2 separate regions of the Pan troglodytes genome follow, and region 1 is linked to region 2. The links are chromatin contacts, called in public Hi-C maps. All regions are on one chromosome and are shown on one strand. Each heading gives the region's core, a stretch centred on a gene start, on an enhancer-like site or on the middle of the called end of the contact. The rest is flanking DNA. Distances are from core to core; before and after follow the strand shown. Region 1 holds the start of ARHGAP29 (Rho GTPase activating protein 29). Region 2 overlaps LOC107967393 (a long non-coding RNA gene).

Region 1 (7,425 bases), core at 2,795-5,294, 80 kb after region 2:
GTCAAGGAACATGTCAATAATCTGGACCATTTGAGGAGAGACCAGAAGGCAGCAAGGAAAAGGGAGCAAGGAACAAGTCACGTAGATGTATGGGAAAAGCCAATTCCAGGCAGAGGAAACAGCAAAGGCAAAAGTCCTGAGGCAAAAGGGACTTTGGGGTACCTGGGGAAGAGCAAGAAGGACAGAGACGCAGAGGTAGAATAAGAGGATACATTTCCTAATATCTTTTTCTAAGAGAAGTATGGTCAAACTTAACTTCATGTTAATGTCAATTTCCATGAAGTCCAGCAGAAATTCTTCATTGAACTTCTTCTGTGTCTCAGCTTTTCATTTATAAAATGGGTATGATAGGCCAGGCACGGTGGCTCACGCCTGTAGTCCCAGCACTTTGGGGGGCCGAGACCATCCTAGCTAACACGGTGAAACCCCGCCTCTATTAAAAATACAATAAATTAGCCGGGCGTGGTGGTGGGCACCTATAGTCCCAGCTACTGGGAGGCTGAGGCAGGAGAATGGCGTGAACCCGGGAGGCGGAGCTTGCAGTAAGCCAAGATTGCGCCACTGCACTCCAGCCTGGGTGACAGAGCAAGACTCCCTCTCAAAAAAAAAAAAAAAAATGGGTATGATAATAGCACTTCATAGGTTATTGTGAGGACTGAATAATTTATGAAATGTAAAGTATAATTAAAAGTGTATCACTAGCACAATAACTAGACATTTATAGTTTACTAGCACGGAGTAAAGTATAAATGGCTAGTTATTATTACTACCACCATAATCTTTTTATTCACAGTAGTATCAATAATTGCATTTTTAAGGCTAATATTATTTTTGGCACTGACCATTAATTATTAGGGGAGTTACCTTATACATATTACTAAGACATCAGGTAGGGTTATGGTATGTGATGGCTCAAGCACAGAGGTTTATATCATCAAAATCTTATAAGAAAGTTTAAAACACATTAAAAATTGGAGTTCGAAATGTAGTAACTTAATTTGGACGTAACATGAGTATGATATCTTCATCTATATACTCAAATATTTCTTTATTTTTGTCAATCTTAGTTTCCTGTCCTTATGACAGCACAGAATTCTTGGATGTTGGTAATGTCTTTCACATTCATTTCCAGCATGAGGTCTGAATTGATTCCTTGTTTCTCAATTACACCCATCATGGAATCAAGATTAATAACCTGCTTGGTGAGTTTTGTCCACCTTGGAATCTGGAGGCTTTGTACTCACTGTGGCCTGTTAGACTCTGAGTCGTTCCTTTTACATGCCCCAGCAGTGAGGTCAAGGACAGCCGCAGTCCAGGGAGTCCAAGGACTGCCTGCCTTGGGGCCACCCGTGCAGGCTTCCATTACTTCTTCCCCTCTCCCAGGCATTATTCATCATGGTTGAGGAGAATCTAAGGGTGGATTTAAAATTCCCTGATATATCCCCTGTGCTCAGAACAATGCCTGGCACATTAGAGGTATTCAGTGAATATTTGTGGAATCAATAAAAATACAACAGACATGATGGACAATGTGGGTCCCTCCTAAACAGACTGCTGTTGAAGTGTGGCAGAGGGGAAGAGCACCTGTCCACTCTGCTCCCCTGTGGGGCTGGGCTCCCACCTCCACCACCCACATGGAACATGCACACTTGTGATCAGTCCCTTCACCTCAGGGAACAGGATATCTGGGATAGGCTTTGCTTTAGACATGAGGTTTTTGTGACCATCATATTTGGTTCTACTAGATACAACCAAGTTGAGTGCAGTTTGTGATTTAAAAAAAAAATCACACTGGAAGAATTTTTACTTCTGGGCCTACCATTCATGCCCTCAACATCCCTCCAGAAAATTCTTAGTGGGGGCCCATTCTGTATTAGATACAGACCTAACTAATGTAGTACTGTGGAACTTTCAATCTAATTAGCATAAACACTGCCAAAAACCATGGCACCAAAACCATAAGTGCCACAAGAATAGTATCCTATGTACAATATGATGTCAAATAGGATGACTAATTTTCTTTCTTTTTTTTTTTTTTGAGATGGAGTTTCACTCTTGTTGCCCAGGCTAGAGTGCAATGGCACAATCTCAGCTCGCCACAACCTCTGCCTCCTGGGTTCAAGCGATTCTCTTGCCTCCGCCTCCCAAGAGCTGGGACTACAGGCATGCGCCACCACACCTGGCTAATTTTTTGTATTTTTACTAGAGATGGGGTTTCTCCATGCTGGTTAGGCTGGTCTTGAACTCCCGACCTCAAGTGATCCACCCACCTCGGCCTCCCAAAGTGCTGGGATTGCAGGCGTGAGCCACCGCGCCCGGTGGATGACTAATTTTCACTGGAGCGAACAGAAAGGCTTCAGAGCAGAGGCAGGATTCTCTATCATGGAAGGAATGAAAAATATTTCAATAAGCAGAGTGGATATGTGTTAATATATACTGTAATTATAAAATAACAATACCACATCATCTGTCATACATGCTTCATTATTAATGCACTATCCAGTTATGCCTTTGATTTCTTGTTTGTGTGTCTGTTAGTCCTCGTCCTCCAAAACCATGATCATGAGCCACTTTAGTGAAGAAATATTTATAGGTAAAAAACCTAGTTGGCTTATAAGATGATTCAGGGCACATGCTGAGTCAGTGTCAGAGGATTTGGTGGAGATATTGCCCCTTATTTTTTAGTTTCTTTGCCAAACACAGCCATTTATCCCACTTAGCAGATGTTTGACATTCACCCTTTCTCAGTTAATAATCATATTTACTTATAAAAATGACCCAGGTGTGGTAGCTCATGCCTCTAATCCCAGCACTTTGGGAGGATGAGGCAGGAGGATCCCTTGAGGCCAGGAGTTTGAGACCAGCCTGGGCAACATGGCGAAGACTCCATCTCTACAAAACATAAAAATAAACAACAGAGCTGGATGTGGTGACACGAGCCTGTAGTCCCAGCTACTCAGGAGGCTGAGATGAGAGTATTCCTTCAGTCCAGGAGTTCAAGGCTTCAGTGAGCTATGACTGTGCCACTGCACTCCAGCCTGAGCACAGAGCAAGGCCCTCTCTCTAAAACAAAACAAAACAAAACAAAAACATCTTCCTTTGACAATGTTTTCAAATATATTTCTCCTAACGAAGAAGGGTGAAGAATATGACAGATATTTAATCTTTTTGAAAAATATTTAAAGGGAAGATGCCATTAAGTGATTTTTCCAAATTCCCTTTCCATAATTTTACCCATTAATCAGCTAATATTCATGGAGTGCTTATGTGTCAGCACAGGTGACAGGAAAGGTATTCTTAGTAGAGTTGGTAAGTGTTACTAATATATATTATATATAAATGCAGTGTTTTGTTTTCCTCCAAACATGATATGATGTGTGATCCAACATCTAGATAAATGTTTTATTTTGGTTGCGGCTTCCTCCACCGTGTTGATCAGTCCCATGACTCAAGGAGCACTTAATGGTAAGAAGCAGGTAGCGTGGTTAGGGGACATGCAATCAACTAGCATCTACTGAGCACCTGCCATGTGTCGGGGACTGTATAATAGCTGATGTTTTGAGTAATTTATTTGGTTTGCTGAAAGTGACAATCAGTTGAAGACAGAAAAGAGTGGGGGGAGTTTTAAAGTTAAGCACAAAACGTACTTTTGTTTTGAATGGAAGAAGAAGGGTGGAGGAAGACGGCCGACAAAACAAGTTGAACACCTGAGTCTTGACTGGAAGGAATTCAAAGTGCCCACCTGAGAAATGTCTAATTAAACAAGGACAGAGAACCTGCTCCCTGCAGGAGGGTACAAAAAGTCACTTTTCCTCTAAGTCGCTCTGCCCGCCCTGCTGCAAGTCAAAAGGGCGACCGACGCGGCCGCGGTTGGGACAACTTCAGGCCGGGCGCAGCTGACCGCCGCGTTCTGCGCGCGAGCGAGCAGCCGCCCCAACCTGCCGCGGTCGCCGGCCCCAACCTGCCGCGGTCGCCGACCCCGCCCCCCGGGAGCGCGGGCCAGGCCAATGGGCTGGGCTCCAAGGGGCGGGGCAGGCGGCCGGCGCAGCCGTGGCGGTAGCTGCAAAGGCGGCGGCCGCTGTGGTGGTGGTGGTGTCTGTGGCTGCGGCTGCCACTTGGCCGGGCGTCTGCGGGCCGTGGGGGATGGGGGCGGCGAGCTCCAGCCCTCGGCGGTGGCGGCGGCCGTAGGTGTGGGGCGGCCGTCCGCGTCCGGGACGCGGGATGGAGCGCCGTGGTGAGTGTGAGGAGGTGGCGCTCGCTTCGGCCGCGGCGGTGGTGGCTCCGGGCTGGGGTCGCCCGCGCGGGCGCCGGCTAGTTGCCGTCCAGGGTCCGGCAGGGGCTAGGGGCGCGCCCGGCGAGGCAGGCGCGGACGAGCGAGAGGACGCGGGCGGGCGCTGCGGGTACGCCGCGGACCCCGGGTGCGCGCTCTGAGTTGTGTGACGCAGGCGGGCAGCAGGGGAGAAGCTGGCCGGGTGGACTTTCCTCCCCTTACAGGACTCCCCGAGCGTGTCTCAGCCCCGCTCCCTTTGCTAGCCACCAGCACTCATCGCCTCACTGCGGAATTCAGGGGCTCCTTTACCCTTACCCCCTTGGTTTTCTTCACCGGGTCTCAAGTCCGTCTTTCTTACTGGGGATGCTTTTTGGAAGTTTGGTGACGTTTTCTGAAATTTCAGTCTGACACATGCAAAGGCTGAGTAAAACAGACATCTCATGTTCCATATTTACTTTTTCTTATTGCACTTCACCTCACCTAGACCCTGGCTATTTATTACTTTGGGGGAGGGAGATCTAAGGTTGTAAAACACCGTCTTGCGCATTCTCACCGTGTGCCCCTTCTGGAGCGTCTCTGTCGTTCCCTCCCACCCTACTCCTCCCCTTCTCTCTCCCCACTCATTACTGCCTGGTCTCGCCCTTCCACCTTTTCCCAGCCATGGCTCTAGGGCAAGTCGTGTGCTCTGCAAAATAGGAAGGGACAAGCTGGGAGATTGCACCTACCACCTGGAGAGCGGACCCCTGTGCGTTTGTTTCACTAGGTGTCCCAGGACCCGGTCTGTGATAGAAACCTGGTGTTCCCAGGGAGGATCTTGCCTTGGTTTAAACAGAGCAGCCAAGGACGTTCCTCCCTTGTCTTTCAGCCCCTCTGATTTGTCCGAGTTTATCTCACCTTTTCACCACCACCACCCCTCTTTAAAAACCAAGGGTGGCGTTCCACATTGTTTTTTTTGGATCTTTGACATCCTCTGTTTTCTAAAGATGGATCTTTTTTGGGCGGGGGATGGAGGGGTTGGCGGGGGGAAGGGGAATGTTAGGAGATGTTTTATGAAAGTTCTAAGTACCTTTTTGCTCTACATTTACCTTTTTCTTTATTAATCTTTGGGAATTAGCTTCGCTTCCTCCTCATTCAGTTTGGGAGAGGAGATTCCCCTTTCAAGAAAAATACTTCAAAATTAGATATGAAAGTGAATATTCAGAATGAGTGAATCACAACAAAACTATGGGAGTCTTGGAGATTAGGTCCCTTTCTGTAGTGATTTCTTTACGCAGTTTGCCAGAAATGCTTATTTCAAAATGCCTCCTTGTTACAGGAACTGTGTAAGTAAGCAACCCTGATGCTTAAGCTTCATGAGCTTTACAGTATGTATACAGTTCTTGTCTGATGATTCTGAGAAGAGTTTAAGAGTGAACTTGAAGAAAATAGAATAGGCCTGAGTAGAAAATGTTTTAGTCCCCAATTTGGCAGGAAATAGAACTTTGGCTGAGATGTAGAAAAGCGCTGCCCAAGAATGTATAGTGGTTGGTCATTACTGCTCCCCTTACCTCCTTAAAATAGAATATCTACCTCAGTTGTAAGCACCTTCACTTCCTCACATGTAAAGGCTCTTGACCTAGGAACATGGGCTTTTATAGCCACTGCTCTTGGTCCCGGGGGTTAGTATAACCACATTGAACAAAGTTCATGCCCAGAAGTCACCCTAAAGAATTTTCATTCTCGTATCACTTATTCATTCAGCATTCACTAAGAAAATTTAGTCTGATCCCATTTTGTGGTAGACAGTCCTGTAGAACCTTTGCATCTTCGGTAGCAATAGACAATATTGATGGGGCCCAAGGTATAATATCGTGAGTTTCCCAAGTATGTTGAATATCCTATGGGAAAGTAAAGGGATGCTTTATTTTTAGTGGAGGAAATGAAAGGCTTCTCGCAATTTCCCCCACACCTACACCGCCACTGCATTCCTAGGCAACGAAATTCTTTTGTCATTTAAGATTAGGTTCATATTCTCTAGAATTTTATGTAAATGGAATCATACCAAAGATATACAGTGTGTATGTGCCTGGCTTCTTTCATTTAGCTTAATGCTTTTGAGATTCATCTATGATTTTTTCCGATGTCATGGATATGTAATGTTAAATAGTATTCCATCGTAAGGCTGTACCACAGTTTGTTTATCTGTTGATGGAGTTTGGGTTGTTTTGTTTTTGACTATCATGAAAAAAATTGCTATGCATTTGTATACAAGTTTAGGGGTGAATATATGTTTTCATTTCTTTTGGATGCATACAAAAGGAGAATTACTGGGTTGTATGTTAAATGTACATTTCCTGTGTAAGAAACTGCCAGGCTGTTTCACAAAGTGATTGTATACCTTGTATATAGAAGCATGTATTACAGTTACAGTTGCCCTACATCCTCACCAACACTTAGTAGTTCAGTCTAGCTGAAATTAAAATTTCTTCTGACTATTCAGTGGTATCTCATAGAAGTTGAAATTTGCATTTCCCTGATACTAATGGTATTGAGCAATATTTCATGTGCTTATTGCCCAGTTGTGTATCTTCTTTTGTGCAGCATATGTTCACTTCATTACTCATTATTTTATTGGATTGTTGTTTTATTTTTATTGAATTGTAAGAGTTCCTGATATATTTGGTTACAAATCCTTTGTCAGATATTTTCTCCCAATTTGTGGCTTGCATTTTATTTCAACACTGTCTCTCAAAGAGCAGAAGTTTTAAATTTTTTTGTTCAATTGTTTGTTGTTAGTGTATAGAAAGAAAATTGATTATAGTGTATTAACTTTGTATTCTGTGACCTTGCTATATTCATTTATTAGATGTAGTAGCTTATAGGCTTCTTAAGATTTTTTTTTTAAGTCCCCAACCCACCATCTCTGAGTATTTTACTTCTTTCTTTTTAAATGTGAATGCATTTTATTTCTTTCTCTTGTCTTACTGTACTGGCTAAGACCCTCAGTAACAATATTAATCCTGATCTTAAGGAGAAAACCTGTCGGTTTTTTTGTAGATGCCTTTTATCAGATAGAAGAAATTATCTTCTATTCCTACGTTGTTGACTGTTTTAATCATGAATGGCCATGGAATTTAGTCAGATGCTTTTTCTGCATCTTTTGAGATGATCACATG
Region 2 (7,233 bases), core at 1,636-4,135:
AAGGAAAGAAGTGGGTGGTGTTGGCTCTGCACATTGGAGGAAGAAATGCACAGAGCCAGAGAAGACTTGAGCAGGGCTGGAGGCTGACAGGAAGGAGTTACTGCAGCTGGGAGAGAGGAATGGGCTTACTGATGGAGCACCAACCTGCTGGAGGTCAACCGTCAACTGCTGAATCCATAACAGTTGGGTTCTCTGTTGCCAGAGAGGTTTTAGCTTTGGAAAGAAATGGGGCACTGTGTTCTCAGAAACAGCAGAGGGGGCTAAGAAGAAAGAGTGTGTTTTGAGGGGAGAACAGGGAAATCGAGAGTGAAACTGTCCTTCCCACCATCTCTTAGAGTGAGAGAGCCGGGTAGGGCTGTTGTCCTTAGACAGTGTAAAAGTTTTGAAAAGGCAGCAGAAAGTCAAAAGAGATGACCCCAAGGAACTGAGGAAGGCGAGTGTTCTCATCTTTGGACTGACTACAATTCATTCACAGCAATAGCTAATATTGGAGTTCTTATTTTTTCTAGGTGCTTGAACACAGAACATCTCACTTAACTCTTAGCACAATCCTTAAGGTGAGTATATTAAAATTCCAATTTTAAGATGAAGAGACCAAAGCACATAGAGGTCAGGGTGGGGGTGGGGGTGGGGGTGGGGGAGAGATTATACCACTATGGAGCTAGGCTTCAAACCAGGTTGTCTCACTCCAAAGCCCATGCTCAAATCTGTCTCCTACTATAGGCTACCTAATCTTTCCCATCACTTCTTACGAATATTATGCTCTCTCAGCCCTGTTCATGATTCCTCAGCCCTATTTCCCACTCCTGGCTGTGGGCCTTCTCAGAGGCTCTTCTTGTATCAGAAATATCCTGCCTGCCCAGCAAACCATTCATTCCAAAACCTCTTCAAGGATTTCTTCATAGGTACTATTTCTGTGATGACTTATTTGTTTAAATGAATCTGAGATTGAGATGCTCTTGCTCACGCATACAATGCATTGCAATTGTGCAATGCATGTGTGACAGATGCCACTAGCTTTCTGGTCATTGGATGCCTACGCTTATGGATACTTTTGCATCTATGCTGATGTCAGCACCTCCAGGGGGAGAGGACTGTTTAATCTCTTCCAATTCTTCCTTATCAATCTGTATTCTATGATGTTAGTTAACAAATGCCATTTGCAGAATATCATGATGTTGCTAATAGATGTCCATTTATTCATCTTCTCTATAAACTGTAGTATAGTGGCCAAAATTCAAAAGCCTGAAAACTTCTATAAGGATTTTATTCAGGAGGTCACTTTCCCTAAAATTTGATTGTTTTGTCTGCTGAACTCATATATTTCTAGGTATTTGGTAATTCCACCTTGGTTGCTTTATCTATACTTTAAATATTTCAATTGCTCCCGAGTTGCAAGGCTAGCATTTTTCTGCTTCCTCCGTAGTCCATTGTTTTTTGAAAGGTACTAGATTTACTTGGCTCTGATTTCCCCAGGTATCTTTATGATTCCTAGGAGCCATCCAAATGCTACATGAAGGCAGTATTAATCTCTGCAGCTTTTTCTTCCCACTCAGGAGTTGTCTTTTCTTGAGTTATCTTAATTTATTGGAAGGGAATTCCTCATTGTTCTTAATTTATCACTCTCTGACACTGTTTCCATTTCTGGTACATTTATTGGCCTCATGAAGGCAAGACCAAAAAATTAAGGTAAAATAAATTAAAATAAACCCGAGTTTAATGTTTCAATTTCCTGGATGCTCCTCCTTACCCACAATCCCTTTAAGATATTTAAAGAATCTTGTATCGTTGAGGTGTCTTCTAAGGCTGTCCTTCCATCACTGTCTACTTTACATTTTTTTTTCAGTTCACTTTTAAAGCCTCTTAGTATTGTTTCAAATGCCCCCACCCTTTTCTTCTTTTTAAGTGTGCTGGTTTTATAAACCGGGAACCTTCTGTTTTCCCATGGTGACATTTAATCATTATCTTCTGTGTGATGCTTCTTCATTTATTAGTCTGAGCAGTTAATTCATTTCCTGGACACAGGATTTATAAGAATGTTTAATTTGCCTTATTACCCACTTTGTTGCTCAATCAACCCTTTGTAATAGTATCATGTTTTTCTACTCCTACTTAGCATCTTCATTCCACTTCATTCTATGAAATCAACTCTCCCCCTTCTTTTGAATGACTTAGCTGCTGTGGTCTATCTTTTTTGCCTTTCTCTCCATGATTTTAGCATCTTGGTTGATTAAAGAAGAGCTTCCTCTTAGCTTTCTGCCTGCTGATTTTTAGGATTGAAGTAAAAGACAATTTAATTTTGGGCTCATAGCATATCTTCTCTAGTGCCCATAATCATGTGTGACAAACTCATTGACTTAAAATAAGCAAATTATTATTTTCATAAAACAATCATACTTTTTTTCTATCATTTCCTACTAGTTATAGGACATTTCATCCCCTTAGGTCATCTTGATAGTCATCAAAATTAGTTTTAAACACTTTTACATGTTTTCCTTTAAAATATTTCATTTTCATGAACACTTTCTTCTTGGTCTTAAAACATCTGCATTTGCTGATACTTGTGTTTTACATGTTCCTTCTTATGTTTCTGATGGAAATATTTTGCTAATCTATAGAAGCTTAAACTTCTGTCTTTTTTGGGGGGGTGGGGGTAACTTTTTCTAAACTAATGGTGCAGTCATTCTTATCTGGAATTCATCATATTCGTGGCACAATCTCAAAGAACTTCATGGATAAAGATAGCTGCCTTGGAGTTAGACACTCCGAGGCATGAAGGGGTTAAATCATGATCGCAGCGACGGCGACCTAACAAGAAGGCGGTGATGGAACCCAGAGAAGCCAGCATTCTTAAGTCACTTCTCCCGTCCCTCTCGCCCGCCCCCGCCAGTTCATCTCTTTTGTTGCTGGCTAGTTTCCTCTGATTGTAATTCATTCTGTATTCCTTCCTGCCCCTCTGTCTTGGCTAATTGTTCTTTCCCACACTACGGGGTTTTAATTTCCTCAAGTTATCGCCTTATCACCGGAGTTTACACTTCCTCAGCTCTTTGGGCCTGTCTCCCGCTCACCACTGAGTTTTGGTGACCCTTGCCTGACCGCTCAATTTCCACTGTACCTTAGTTTGCCGATCGCTGAAGTGGGACTGTTATTTCTCCCACTTCTCCCAAGGCAGCTGCATCAGAGTCCAGTCATTTTAGGACAGTTTTGCCAGTTAAGAACTATGTCTGAGCTCTGTGGTGATTTTCATGGACATTCCAGTGAGTTCCACTAGCAAAGCTGGAAGCTCCAACGATATGCCATCATTCTCTTCCCCAGATCACTACATTCCCCCAAACAGCCGTTTGGTTCTGTTTATCCTTATTTTTAACTTTGAAAGGAAATCTAGCAATAAAAATTCTATTTTGCTCTGAGTGGTACATTCACTGACAAGCAATTTTCTCCATGCTTTAAAAGTTGGAGTGACATTTTGAGCAAACTCACTATCTCAGAAAATGTCTTCACGACATGGTGCTGACCTAGGAATCCCATCAAATGCACAGACTCATCAATTTTCTTTACATTAGGTTCAGAGGAGAATCTTAATTTTCTAAAACTACAATCCACACCTTCTAAAAATCTCTTGTCATTATCGCATTGTGAGGGGAGGGAATTCGATATTAAATACAGACCACTTTGCATTAATTCCAGGGTGTCAAGAGTTAAAGGGAACACACAAACCCAGTGTTGCTATTTTGTTTTATTTTGCTCTTACAGGATGGATCCTTCCTTTTCCTCTCGGTGCCTGGGGCTGGGGAATGAAGTGTCCTCTGCCTGAGGAGGTGGAGTGGAGGCCTTCGTTTTAAGACCAGGGTTCTGATTACACCTGACAGGGCCGAAACTTGATGCCCACAGAGCTTACTGATATCTTATCTTCTTCCACTAGCCAGGATTACAGCAGGAATGTAACAGAAGTTTTCACTGATTCAGTTTGTGTATGCTTAGTATGTAAACAAAAAAGCAAAAACAAAAACAAAATTCTTTTTTGTCCTCCTTGAAATTAGCTCCAGAGAGAGTTCTTTCCATCTTTTTAAAAATATTGGTCAACATAAAGAGTTTTGTTCTCAAGGCTAAATCTTAATGCTCCTGCAGAGAGTCTCATAGTTCAAGAATAATCACATTTAATAAAAAGTCTGCCTCAGAAAAAGATTCACAGAACCTGAGCCATGGCACTGATTTTGTGGTATTTGGATTCGTGTCTATAAAAATATTTGTACACCAGATGGTGGATTGTTCGACGCATTCATCCCAAACCAAAAGATTTTTTTTTTAAACTCACACACACCAAACACTGTGGGGGTGGGGGGGATCATTAATTTTTTTCCCAGTCATGCTGCATGAGTAATGGTAAAAGCAACAGCTAAAACAATAAGATTACTGTGTTGAATTCTTAATGCATTGTCAGGTATAAAGACTTCAAGTAGTGCTGAAAATATTTTCTCCCTCTGAACAACACATACCTTACGTACAACTCACTTTGACAGTTTACCAAGTGTACATATTTTCTAAAACAAAATCATCCTGCTGATGGAGGAAGCTATATGGGGTGACCTACTCAAGATTGGATTGGGAAGCATCCAAATTAAACATGAAGCCAACAGCCTAGGGCCCCAGTGATTCATCCAACATGACTTTTTCTCGGCAGGTTGATTTCATTTTTAACAGTCAATTCTCAACTAACTACTCTAATGGGTGGGGAGGTATATATGATAAAACCAAAACAGGATAACAGAAAACTAACTGTGCAGTGTCTAATGTTGGTGGGAGGGTTGTTATCTATGTCCCACACCATGGCCACTTCATGGATCTTGGCTATTCATTTATTGTCATGTTACAGCAACTGTGGACTATTTCCTGAAGGAAATCTGGCCCCTACCCATGGGTACACTGTGGTCTGCCTCTTTGAGGACGTAGGTCTATACAAGTACATGGCCTGGTTAGGAACCTTCACTTTCACAAGTGGATGCCAAGTTCTTAGGTGTACATCCGCATCTAATCAGAAGTATAGAGTTTCAGATATTGGGTACCTGCCAGACAATTTATCCTTGACTTCTCTGCTGCTTAATTCTTAAGGAAGTTTGATTGGCGAAAACAACATTTAGGGAGAGATGCAGGCCATCCAACTTTCTTTCTTTCTTTCTTTCTTTCTTTCTTTCTTTCTTTCTTTCTTTCTTTCTTTCTTTTCTTTTCTTTCTTTCTTCCTTCCTTCCTTCCTTCCCTTTCCTTTCCTTTTTCTTTTATTTCTTTTATTTTTTTTCAAGATGGAGGCTCACTCTGTCTCCCAGGCTCGAGTGCAGTGGTGGTGATAACAGCTCACTGCAGCCTTGACCTCTTGGGCTCAAGCAATCCTCCTGCCTCAGTCTCCTGAGTAGTTGGGACCACAGGCATGAGCCACCATGCCCAGCTAATTTTTACATTTTTTATAGAGAAAGGGTCTCCCTATGTTGCCCAGGCTGGTTTTAAATTCCCGAGTTCAAGCAAGCCTCCCACCTCGGCCTCCTGAAGTGCTGGCATTACAAATGGAAGCCACCACACTTGGCCTTCTTTTAGATATTTTAAACTTTATCTGTGCATCAAGTCAGATACTTAAAAAACTTCATTTGTGAACTGCATCTTGTTATTCCCTCAGAGAACTGAATTTTAAAGGACCTCACTTTGTCATTAGGCCCTAGGTTAAAGGCTCCTGGAGTGATACCATAAGAAACAGCTATTGGAAACTCATCTGCTTTAAGTGTCATTCATGACATCAGTGTCCCTTTTGAGGACATATGGGAGAAATGTCTTTCAGGTCTTAAGGCTCCTGAGACCGTGGTATGTATGTTATAAAACACTGTGAATCCTATAACTGGTCTGTTTTCTTCATTGCTCAGAGCCAAATTTGTGATCCCCCTCCAGAAAAGACTTGAGTCTTTACAGTTGGAATTTCCGTGTCGTGAGTGGTGGGTGGTTTTATTTCTTGTTTCACTTTACTGCCTTGCTTGTATTTTTCTCTTTGCTCTAATTAATTTCTTTTGTTTCAATCATATTGCATGATTTTTATGTTACCTAAAATGCATGTCAAATGAGGTGGTGATTTGAAATCGTTAAATCATCCTTATGGCATTTCCTGAGCAAATAGCAATAAAAATATACCTTTGGAGTATAAGGGAGGAAAAATTTCTCACTCATTGCTGGGTTCATGGCTGAGGCATCTATAACAAAAGACAGATTAAAAAAAGAAAAACATATAAATGTATTTAATATGTAAGTTTTATATGGCATAGCTTCGGAAATGAAGATCCAAAGAGACAGAGAAACCTGTGGGTTTTTATGCTAAGTTTGATGAATAAGTGGATGATTGTGGAGATGATTAGACAAAACTGTATGATCTAATGCTAATAAACTAGGGGGAACTTAGCAAGGCTTGTTTGTTCAGATTCCTCTCTGTGTCTCTGTGTCTTCAAAGACAGGGACGTTCCTTCCCCCTGGCTACAGGGTGGGCACCTCTGGAAAGAAGGTTTTATGACCTGCTTCTAAGAGAAAGGCAAGGGGAAGGTGAGAGTAACCTTCCTGCCTCTGGGGTTTTCTGAAGTGCCAAGGTGCCATATTTTGGGGTAGTGTGTCCTGAACCCTACAAGGGGATACTCCCAAAAGTATAAATAATTCGGGGAAAAATTTAGGATGTTTTAATTATCCCAGATAATTGGGAATTTGATATACAGTGACACCTTAACGAACAAACTCTCAGGACAAATCTAGTTTTAATTAATTTGACTGAGTTGCAGAATAAATTGAAGGACATGCTGATCTCAGACAGGAAGGCACCGTCACTGGTGGGAAATGTTCCTTGAAAAGGGCTCGTCTGGGCCAAGGACTGAAACCAAGGCCTGCTTCATCGGAAAAAGTGAAGGAAGGAGGGAATTCATTCCCCTAACACAATTTAATGCTTCACTCCCCCTTTAACAAATCTTGTTCATAGTATTATTATGCTTAAATTTAAGTAAGCCATAACATAATCCTTCTATCCATCCTTGATAATGGAGCTTATTTATGAAGATAAAGTCTACCAAATACCTTCAACAATGTGCCCAGCACTGGGGATAAATCAATGAGTCAGAATCCCTGTCCTCAACACCCGCTTTGAGCCCTTTTCTTTGTTCATTCATTCAAACAGTATTTATTAAGTATCTGAAGGGAGGGCTATGACTGTGGCAGGGC

The links. A called contact is a pair of places that touch in the nucleus more often than the background predicts.
Region 1: a contact with region 2 is called in a Hi-C map of induced pluripotent stem cells, with 2.5 times the contacts expected there. The contact joins the promoter of ARHGAP29 here to the enhancer-like site in region 2. A contact is called at or near these places in 4 of 7 Hi-C or Micro-C datasets (blood, induced pluripotent stem cells and stem cell-derived neural progenitor cells), 1 of 1 datasets of contacts at active chromatin or transcription factors (stem cell-derived excitatory neurons) and 1 of 1 other capture datasets (stem cell-derived neural stem cells).

Annotation. Positions count from the first base shown.
Region 1 is chr1:136,928,328-136,935,752 of NHGRI_mPanTro3-v2.0_pri, forward strand. It overlaps ARHGAP29 (Rho GTPase activating protein 29), which reads left to right and starts at 4,045. Exons shown (of 24, transcript XM_054668034.2): 1 at 4,045-4,234.
Region 2 is chr1:136,849,531-136,856,763 of NHGRI_mPanTro3-v2.0_pri, forward strand. LOC107967393 (a long non-coding RNA gene) reads left to right here. Exons shown (of 3, transcript XR_001707746.2): 1 at 1-182; 2 at 510-557; 3 at 3,754-4,168. Among named protein-coding and RNA genes, the nearest start is that of ARHGAP29, 79 kb to the right of the region's middle. Within about 2 kb of position 2,886, at least 4 of the 24 cell types and tissues checked have an H3K27ac peak or open chromatin away from gene starts, as enhancers often do. A contact at or near this core is called in induced pluripotent stem cells, where this site is marked.